2 separate regions of the Mus musculus genome follow, and region 1 is linked to region 2. A link is a contact called in public HiChIP or PLAC-seq data. All regions are on one chromosome and are shown on one strand. Each heading gives the region's core, a stretch centred on a gene start, on an enhancer-like site or on the middle of the called end of the contact. The rest is flanking DNA. Distances are from core to core; before and after follow the strand shown.

Region 1 (3,999 bases), core at 218-2,717, 130 kb before region 2:
CATAACTAAAAATAAGTTCCTGGCCAGGCAGTGATGGCGCACGCCTGTAATCCCAACCCTCGGGAGGCAGAGGCAGGCGAATTTCTGAGTTCGAGGCCAGCCTGGTCTACAAAGTGAGTTCCAGGACAGCCAGGGCTACACAGAGAAACCCTGTCTCGAAAAAACAAACAAACAAACAAACAAACAACAACAACAATAATAATAATTTGCTGTTTCTTAGATCTGATGTAAATTGTAAAGCATGCTTTTCGCCCTACATTAAGTGTGTGACCTCATTTGCATGATGAGTCTATCCTTGCCTTACTCCCTTTCACTGTTTATTTGATTGATTAGTTCGTTGGTTGATTTTTTTTTTCCCCCGAGACGGGGGTTTCTCTGTATAGCCTTGGCTGTCCTAGAACTCCCTCTGTAGGCCAGGCTGGCCTTGAACTCAGAGATCTGCCTGCCTCTGCTTGCTGATTGCTAGGATTGAGGGCAAGTGACACCCTATCCCATCCCCTTCTCCACTCATATTTTTCTGAGACTGTATAACAGCCAATACCCTGCCTCTCACACTTTATCACTCAAATAAAAGAGACCTCAAGAGGCCAAAAGGGGTGGCTTTCCAAAACCCCAGCTTAGGGAGAAGCAGTTGGTCACAGGTGCATCCCAAAATACAGCTTGCTTTACTCAATGGTGGCCTTGTTTTTCTTCTTGAAAGTCTCAGGTAACATCCCCTCATTATTAGTTTTTTAAGATGGTGTAGTATAGCCCAGGCTGGCCTCAAACTTGGAATGTAGCTGAGGATGACGTAAACTCTTGGTCCTTCTGTCTCCTCCTTCCGTGCCCAGTTCTTTTTTTTTTTTTTTTTTTTTTTTTTTTTTTTTGAGACAGGGTTTCACTCTGTAGTCTGGGCAGGCCTTGTATTCTACGTAGCCTAGGCTGGCCCCGATTTTGTAATGTTCCTTCTGCCTCGGCTGCCTCCTAAGTGTTGAGATTTTGGTGTGCCCCACCATTCTTGGCTACTGTCTGTCTGTTTGCTTTATTTTTATTTTTTAATCTTTTTTTCTTTTATCTGAACAGTTTAGTTAATACTAAAAGAAATTTAAGGTAAAAACACCTAATCTCCACTTGATTAGTCAAAAAGCTGAAACACCACAGTAAAATACCCAGTCTTAAATTCTGACTTCCTGTATCTAGATTTTTCTCTTCTGTACTGTGGATAGCACTTGATCTGTCTGAGGCTTGATGCAAATTGTAAAAGTCGAGTGAGTGAAATGATTTCCTCTCCCTATCACATCCCTTTGGAGGGGTCCCTATCCTCCTAGCAAGTCTCTCCTGGCCCCTCCCCTCTTGTAAACAGAGAATTGTTTATTCGACTTTATTTTCCTGATGGCCCAAAGGTCCAGAAGGTAGTTGTGGTAGTCTGAATATAAATGGTTCCTGCAGGCCCATAGGAAGTAGCACTGTTAGGGGGTGTGGCCTTATTGGAGCGGGTGTGGCCTCACTGGAGGAAGTGTGTCCCGTGGAGGGTGGGCTTTGAGATCTCAGAAACTCAAGCCAGACCCAGAGTTTCATCTCTTTCTGCTGCCTGACGATCTGGACATAGAACCCTCCAGCACCAGGTCTGATTGCATGCTGCCATGCTTTCCACCATGATAATGGACTAAACCACTGAACAGCAGTGGCCATGTTGCCTCTTCACAGCAACAGAGCAGTCTTCCTAACAGCAACGGACGCTAAATCACAGAAGGCCAGGCAGCCACTTTCCCATCCCATTCATACTAACTGATACATAAGTGGCTCTGTGACTCTATCAGCCACCCTGCTAACAGAGTTCCCTCCTCCCCCAGAAAGCTGATAATCAAGGACAAGGAGAGAAGTAGCCAGTGGAGGAAGGACAGTAGATGACAAGGAGCCTAAGACAAGGACATTGCTGTCTCGAAGGAAAGAAATCACTTAAAGGCTCCAAAGGCACCTAGCTTGGCTCCAACCTTGCTCATTTGAGAAACAAAAACTCTTGGTTGCAGAGAGGTGTATATGGGAGGGCAATGTGAATGAGCTTAGCATAGAGGCATTGATGTGTGTCAAGGCCTGGCGGAGGGGTCACATTTCAGTTCCGTCCCTCCTGCTGACCACTGTCAGGTCACTGTGTCACAGCTGAGACTGTGGGGACCACCTACTGATCTACTTTTAACCGCCCACATACGATTTATGGGCTGTGACTTTTCTTATGCCCTTCTCTGATTTTTGTCAAATATTTGTGGTCTTGGTATCTTGTTGATCTTAGTTTCCTTTTTGTATTTTATTGATTGATGCTTCGACACGAGTAATGAGACAGATAGTCCAACCAACCAACCTTAAGTATCTGAAGCAAAGTCACTCGAGATTTAGGATGTGCAAATAGGGGCTACACATAACGGCTCAGTGGTTAAGAGCACTGGCTGATCTTGCTTCTGCAGAGGACCTGAGTGTAGTTTCCAGCACCCACATGATAGCTCACAGCCATCTGCAACAACACTTTCAGGGCCTCTTCCAGAACCCTTCTGACCTCTGTGTATAGCAGGCATGCATTCAGTGCACAGACATATGTGCATGCAAACATTTATACACATAAAAATAAATCTTAACAAAATGTATAAATAGAGCTTGGTGGATTGAATAGCACTTGCTTGGTAAACACATGATGATTAGAGTTAGACTTTGGGGGGTTTTTTCTATTTTTTTTTTTTTTAAGGTTTACTTATTTATTTTGTGTGCGTGCTCCATCTGCATGTACACCTGTGTGCCAGAAGAGGGCATCAGATCCCATCACAGATGGTAGTGAGCCACCTTGTGGTTGCTGGGAATTGAACTCTGGGACCTCTTAATGGCCGAGCCAGCTCTCCAGCCCTGCTCTTTCCATTTGGACAGACTGACTTGGAGATGGAGCTAGCACACAGTGGTCAGCTCTAGTCTAGTGTGTAAGAGACCCTAGCCAATCCCTAGCTCCCTAAACAAAGAACAACAGGAATAAGAGCAAGGAGGGAGAGGAAAAAGAAACTCCTCTCTAGGGGCTGGAGACAGGGCTCAAATCTGTCCTTACAGAGGACCCAAAGTTTTCACCTTCCTCAGGCAGCTCATAGTCACCTATACCTTGAGCCCCAGGGCATCTAACAGCGTCTTCTGGCTTGCATAGTCCCCACCCACCCACCCACCCACCCACACATATAACTAAAATAAATAACTGATTTTGTTTGGTTTTTTTGGGGGGGTTGTATGTAGGTGTTTGGTTTTGTTTGTTTGTTTTTATTTATTTCATGTATGTGAGTACAATGTAGCTCTCTTCAGACACACCAGAAGAGGGCATCGGATCCCATTACAGATGGTTGTGAGCCACCATGTGGTTGCTGGGAATTGGACTCAGGACCTCCAGAAGAGCAGTCAGTGGTCTTAACCACTGAGACGTCTCTCTAGCCCTTCTTTTTCTTTTTCTTTTCTTTCTTTCTTTTTGTTGTTGTTGTTTGTTTGTTGGTTGGTTGGTTGGTTGGTTTTTGGTTTTCCAAGACAGGGTTTCTCTGTATAGCACTGGCTCACTTTGTAGACCAGGCTGGCCTTGAACTCAGATCTGCTTGTCTCTGCCTCCCAAATGCTGGGATTAAAGATGTGTGTGCCACCACTGTCCAGCTATAACAATTCTCTAAGAAAGTAAATCTCTTCTTTTGTAGTCCAGAGAAGAAGACCGGAACCAGGATGGAAAAATGGATGTGCTGTACTTTAAACTTGAACTTCCCCTGCAACCCACAGAGCATGTCCTCGGTGTGCAGCTAATCCTGACCTTCTCCTACCAACTGCACGTGAGTCTGTCCTCACATATATGTCTGCATGTCAGAAGAGGGCACCAGATCTCATTATAGATGGATGTGAGCCACCATGTGGTTGCTGGGAATTGAACTCAGGACCTCTGCAAGAGCAGTCAGTGCTCTTAACCTCTGAGTCATCTCTCCTTCTCCTCCTCCTTCTCCCTAGGGAGAGCCACAC
Region 2 (4,448 bases), core at 1,626-4,125:
CTTTGCTGTCAGAGATGACTTACCTCCAAACAGCAGAGCAGGCAACTCTTAGATATTAAGTCCACTAATGTTCCTAGCAGTAACAGTTTCAATCTGGGGACTGGAAAGACGCTTTATCACTTAAATATACTTTCTGCTCTTCCAGGGAAGCAGGGTTTGGTTCCTAGCATCCACATCAGGCTCACAATTGCCTATGACTCCAGTTCCATGGGATCCAACACTCCTTTTAGAGCCCCTCAAGACCTACACAAAATGTGTACAAATGCGGGGCTGGTGAGATGGCTCAGTGGGTAAGAGCACCCGACTGCTCTTCCAAAGGTCCGAAGTTCAAATCCCAGCAACCACATGGTGGCTTACAACCATCCGTAATGAGATCTGACTCCCTCTTCTGGAGTATCTGAGGATAGCTACAGTGTACTTACATGTAATAAATAAATCTTTAAAAAAAAAATGTGTACAAATGCACAAACATATACATAAAAATAAATATTTGAAAAGTTTCAAATTTGTGTGTGTGGATTTTAGAGTGCAGTTTTTGAGGACACACGGAGACACCTGGAGTAGTGTACTGAGCGTTGTGATGCAACCAGTTCTCAGCCACCTCAGATGTGTTGACCTTGGTCCTTCTGCTGCCTCTAGCACATTTCTTCTTGCCCTTCTAATGAGACTGCTGCTGCTTCTCCACAGCCTGCCTTCCTTGTCTCTTCCATCCCTGACTTGCTCAGCTGCACTTCCTGTGCTCAGTTTTTTAAGAAAGCGACTGCTTGTTTGCATATTTGCCTCTATGACTGAGTTAAAGGAGAAGAACTCTGTCCAGGGTTTGGCTCAGCTACGGCATCCCATAGATAAGGGTTTATCAGTGTTGTATCTCTGGGTTAATTGTCATCCTTCAATGTAGTTATTATTACTCTCATTTTACTATTTGGTTACTAGAGATTCAAAAAAGTTAACTTATCCAGAGTACAAATAAATGTATAGTAATTACGGGATAGAGTAAACAATTCTCTTCCTTAGCTTCGAAGCCATAGTAACAAGTGTTTTAAGTATAGATCCAAGGTAGTACTGATAACACCTAGAACTACACAAATAGTCCTCAGGTATTGTGCCATCCTATCCATGCTCACCATGAGAACTTTTGTGGTGATGACATTGCATTCTAAAATTTGATTATGATAATATATTAAAAACCATTGTGTGTAGGCCTGTGTACCAGAGACTTTCCACGGAGATCTCTGTCCAGGCCTGGTGCGAGAGTTCGGCAAAGTGGGGCGAGTGTGAGCAGGAAGTCGTTTTCACTGCCATGCCATCCCAGTTACCCCATGCCACCCTGCACTGAGTCAGGTTGGGTTGGGCTGGGCCAACAAGAGGCAAACTAGCAGGTGAGGAGTGTGGTGGCAGTGGTTCAGGAGAGCAGAGCTCTCCCCAAGTGTGACAGCTCTTAGGACAGGAGCTCTCAGACGATAGAGTCGTTCTTGCACACCTTTAATCTGGGTATGATTCTTCTTTTTTTTTTTTTTTTTTTTGATATGATTCTTTTTCTGTTGTTTTTTTTTTTTTTTTTTTTTTTTTTTGAAACAGGGTTTCTCTGTGTAGCCCTAGCTGTCTGGAACTCACTCTGTAGACCAAGCTGGCCTCCAACTCAGAAATCCTCCTGCCTCTGCCTCCCAAGAGCTGGGATTAAAGGCAGCACTGTCTCAGACCCCTCCCCACTCCCACTCCACCCCACCCAAAAAAAGCATTGTACTGACCACGGTGGTGCACTCCTTTAATCCCAGTACTTGGAAGGCAGACAGATCTCTGAGTTCGAGGACAACTGGGGCTACGTAGGTACACCACATCTTGAACCTCTCTCCCATCTACTCTCCCAAAAAAATCACATTGAATTGTATGCCCTAAGTGGGTGGACTCTAAAGTATTCTCTGAGAATAAGAATGGCTGGAGGCTGGGGAGATGGCTCAGTGGTTAAGAGCACTGACTGTTCTTCCAGAGGTCCTGCGTTCAAATCCCAGCAACCACATGGTGGCTCACAACCACCTGTAGTGGGATCTGATGCATCTGAACTCTGCAACAGTGTACTCACATATATAAAATAAATACATCTTAAAAAAAACAAAACAAAAGGAATTGGCTGGTCATCAGATTTCCTGCCATGGCTTCATAGCATAAGGATAGTAGTTTATATTTGGATGCTTGCCATCATTTTTATTCCCGGGAGAACTTTGTTCAGAGTTATCGAAGCTACGTTTGGGTTGGGTTCTGGTTTTCATGAGTGCCCATGTTTAGCTGTGTCATTCAGATCACTGTGTCAGTGGCCATGCTCAGGCTTTTTCCTGTCTGGACTGTGAGAACATCCATCGATGGCGCTCGCCCAGGTGATCCTCGCGGAGTTACTACCCAGCCTCATGGTGCCAGGGAAAGCAGGTAGCACAGAACCACTGGCCCCCAGGAAAGGGAAGCAGCCATAGTCACCTTCTAGGTGCACTGAAGCTTTGTAGTGAGAAGCCATGAGAGCCCCACTCACTAAGGGGGTATGATGCCACGTTCCCAGAGCAGGTGACAGGTTCATGGGGACAACTGGAAAACTGAATGCTCTGTTCTCCTTTTTGCTTTTTTGTTTGTTTGCAAGACAGGGTTTCTCTGTGTAGCCCTGGCTGTCCTGGAGCTTGCTCTGTAGACCAGACTGGCCTTGAACTCAGAGATCCACAAGGCATGTGCTGCCACTGCAGGGCTAATCACACTTGAATTTTTATAGCAGCCTCTTAGTTGACTTAGTTGTCTGGTGGGTCTGCTAGCTTTGTTTCAAGACCTGCCAGCCAGTGACAGCCTGTGATTGTCAACACCTTTGGAGATGACCATGAATACTAAAGCAGATGCCCTGAGGTGTCTAGATGCAAATGGAACCATCATTCAGGGCATAGGATTTGTAACAGAGCCTCAGAGAACCATCTAATTTGTATAAGAGAAAGCTGCTTTAACATCTAATGATTGGTCAGAGGCTGTGTTTAATCATTTTCTCTTGCTTTAAAGATGGGAATTTGGGGGAGGGGGTCACTGATGCAATGAGTAAACTATCTTCCATTCATTAAAGAAGCAATGTTGTGGTTTACAGATGGCCTGACTGTAGCTATCATCTATGAAAACCGTTCCTGCATCCGACAAAGGGGAAGGGAGAGAAAAAGGGCAGTGAGGGAGAGGAAGAGTTTTCTCCGCCAGAACCAAATTCCATGAGATTATTTCTTTGTTTCAAATCCTTTGCATTTCCTTAGCTGAGTGCCTTGGAATCCCAACTACCTTCCTGGAGTCACTTGCATAATAGATCTTTGCTTCTCGGGGATCCCTTAAATTCAGGATTAGCAGGGATGGCATGACAAAGCAAAAGCTGTTGATGGAACTTTTGGCTTTCTGAGGAGACCTGGGAGCTGCCCTGGGAGGTAGAAGGATAGGTTGAGGTGAACTACATTACAGTTTTCAACTAGGTTTTAGCAGGATTGTGGCTTCTCAAATATATTCACTACTCTAGTAGCAATGAGTAAGCAAGGCATGTTGTAGGTGCTGGCAAAAGGGATTTCAGAGTTGGGCCCCCATAGGAGGAGGGCCAGGCACTTCCTCGTCTAATAAAAGGACTGTGTGGTAGTAGTTCACACCTTAAATCCAAGCCCTCTGGATGCAGAACCGGGTGATTTCTGTGAGCTCAAGAGCAACCTGGCCTACAGAGCAAGTTCCAGGACAGTCAAGGCTACACAGAGAAGCCCTGTCTCCAAAAAAAAAAGAAAGAAAGAAAAGAAAAGGAAGGAAGGAAGAAAAAGAAAGGAAGGAAGGAAGGAAGGAAGGAAGGAAGGAAGGAAGAAAAAAAGAGAGAGGGGGAGGGTAAGGGGGGGTTGGGGGAGTCTAGCAAAGATTTGGGGAAATGTCTGCAAAGTGTATTTGAGTTAGGTCATATGTGTTTCATGCAGTGCCATGCGGTTAGTGTGCCTCCTGTTCCTAATAAGGGGCAGGCTGGCCTGTTTTAAATGAGGTGTCTGTGGTATGGAACTGAAGGGATTGTTTCCGCACTGAGGGAGACCACCTCGTGTCCTGACATTTAAACATGACCTCAGCCTTAGAGATGCCTATGAATTTTAAATTTATCTTATGTTGACATCTAGGTTTTTCATGTTTTTTTCTGAGGATACTACAGTTTAGGCTGCCTCAAGCTGGCTGCCTTTATAGATGGGTAAAGCTGCTCCTCGCTCACCTCAGCATCCTAAGCCCTGAACTGTGGGCGCACACCACTAAGCCTCTCTTTTAAAATATTGGCCAGGGGTTGGTTGTTCAGTGTTCTGTTTGCTTTGAGACAGGTCTCATGTATCCCATGCTGAGCTCAGACTCTGTAGCTGAAGATAACCTTGAACTTCTGGTCTTTCTGCATCCACTTCCCGAGTGCTAAGATTATAGGCATGAGCCGGCCA

What was found. HiChIP or PLAC-seq counts read pairs in DNA pulled down with a chosen protein or histone mark.
Region 1: an H3K27ac HiChIP or PLAC-seq map of embryonic stem cells shows a contact between it and region 2, with 5 read pairs. The contact joins two enhancer-like sites. A contact is called at or near these places in 1 of 115 datasets of contacts at active chromatin or transcription factors (embryonic stem cells) and 2 of 9 other capture datasets (adipose tissue and liver).

What each region holds. Positions count from the first base shown.
Region 1 is chr8:111,918,644-111,922,642 of GRCm38.p6, reverse strand. It overlaps Tmem231 (transmembrane protein 231), which reads left to right. Exons shown (of 7, transcript NM_001033321.2): 3 at 3,687-3,815. All of the region lies in intron 1 of Gm36531 (a long non-coding RNA gene), which reads right to left. Among named protein-coding and RNA genes, the nearest start is that of Gm36531, 6.5 kb to the right of the region's middle. Within about 2 kb of position 1,467, at least 3 of the 459 cell types and tissues checked have an H3K27ac peak or open chromatin away from gene starts, as enhancers often do. A contact at or near this core is called in embryonic stem cells, where this site is marked.
Region 2 is chr8:111,788,253-111,792,700 of GRCm38.p6, reverse strand. The region is part of intron 5 of Cfdp1 (craniofacial development protein 1); the gene reads left to right. Among named protein-coding and RNA genes, the nearest start is that of Gm39252, 36 kb to the right of the region's middle. Within about 2 kb of position 2,875, at least 21 of the 459 cell types and tissues checked have an H3K27ac peak or open chromatin away from gene starts, as enhancers often do. A contact at or near this core is called in embryonic stem cells, where this site is marked.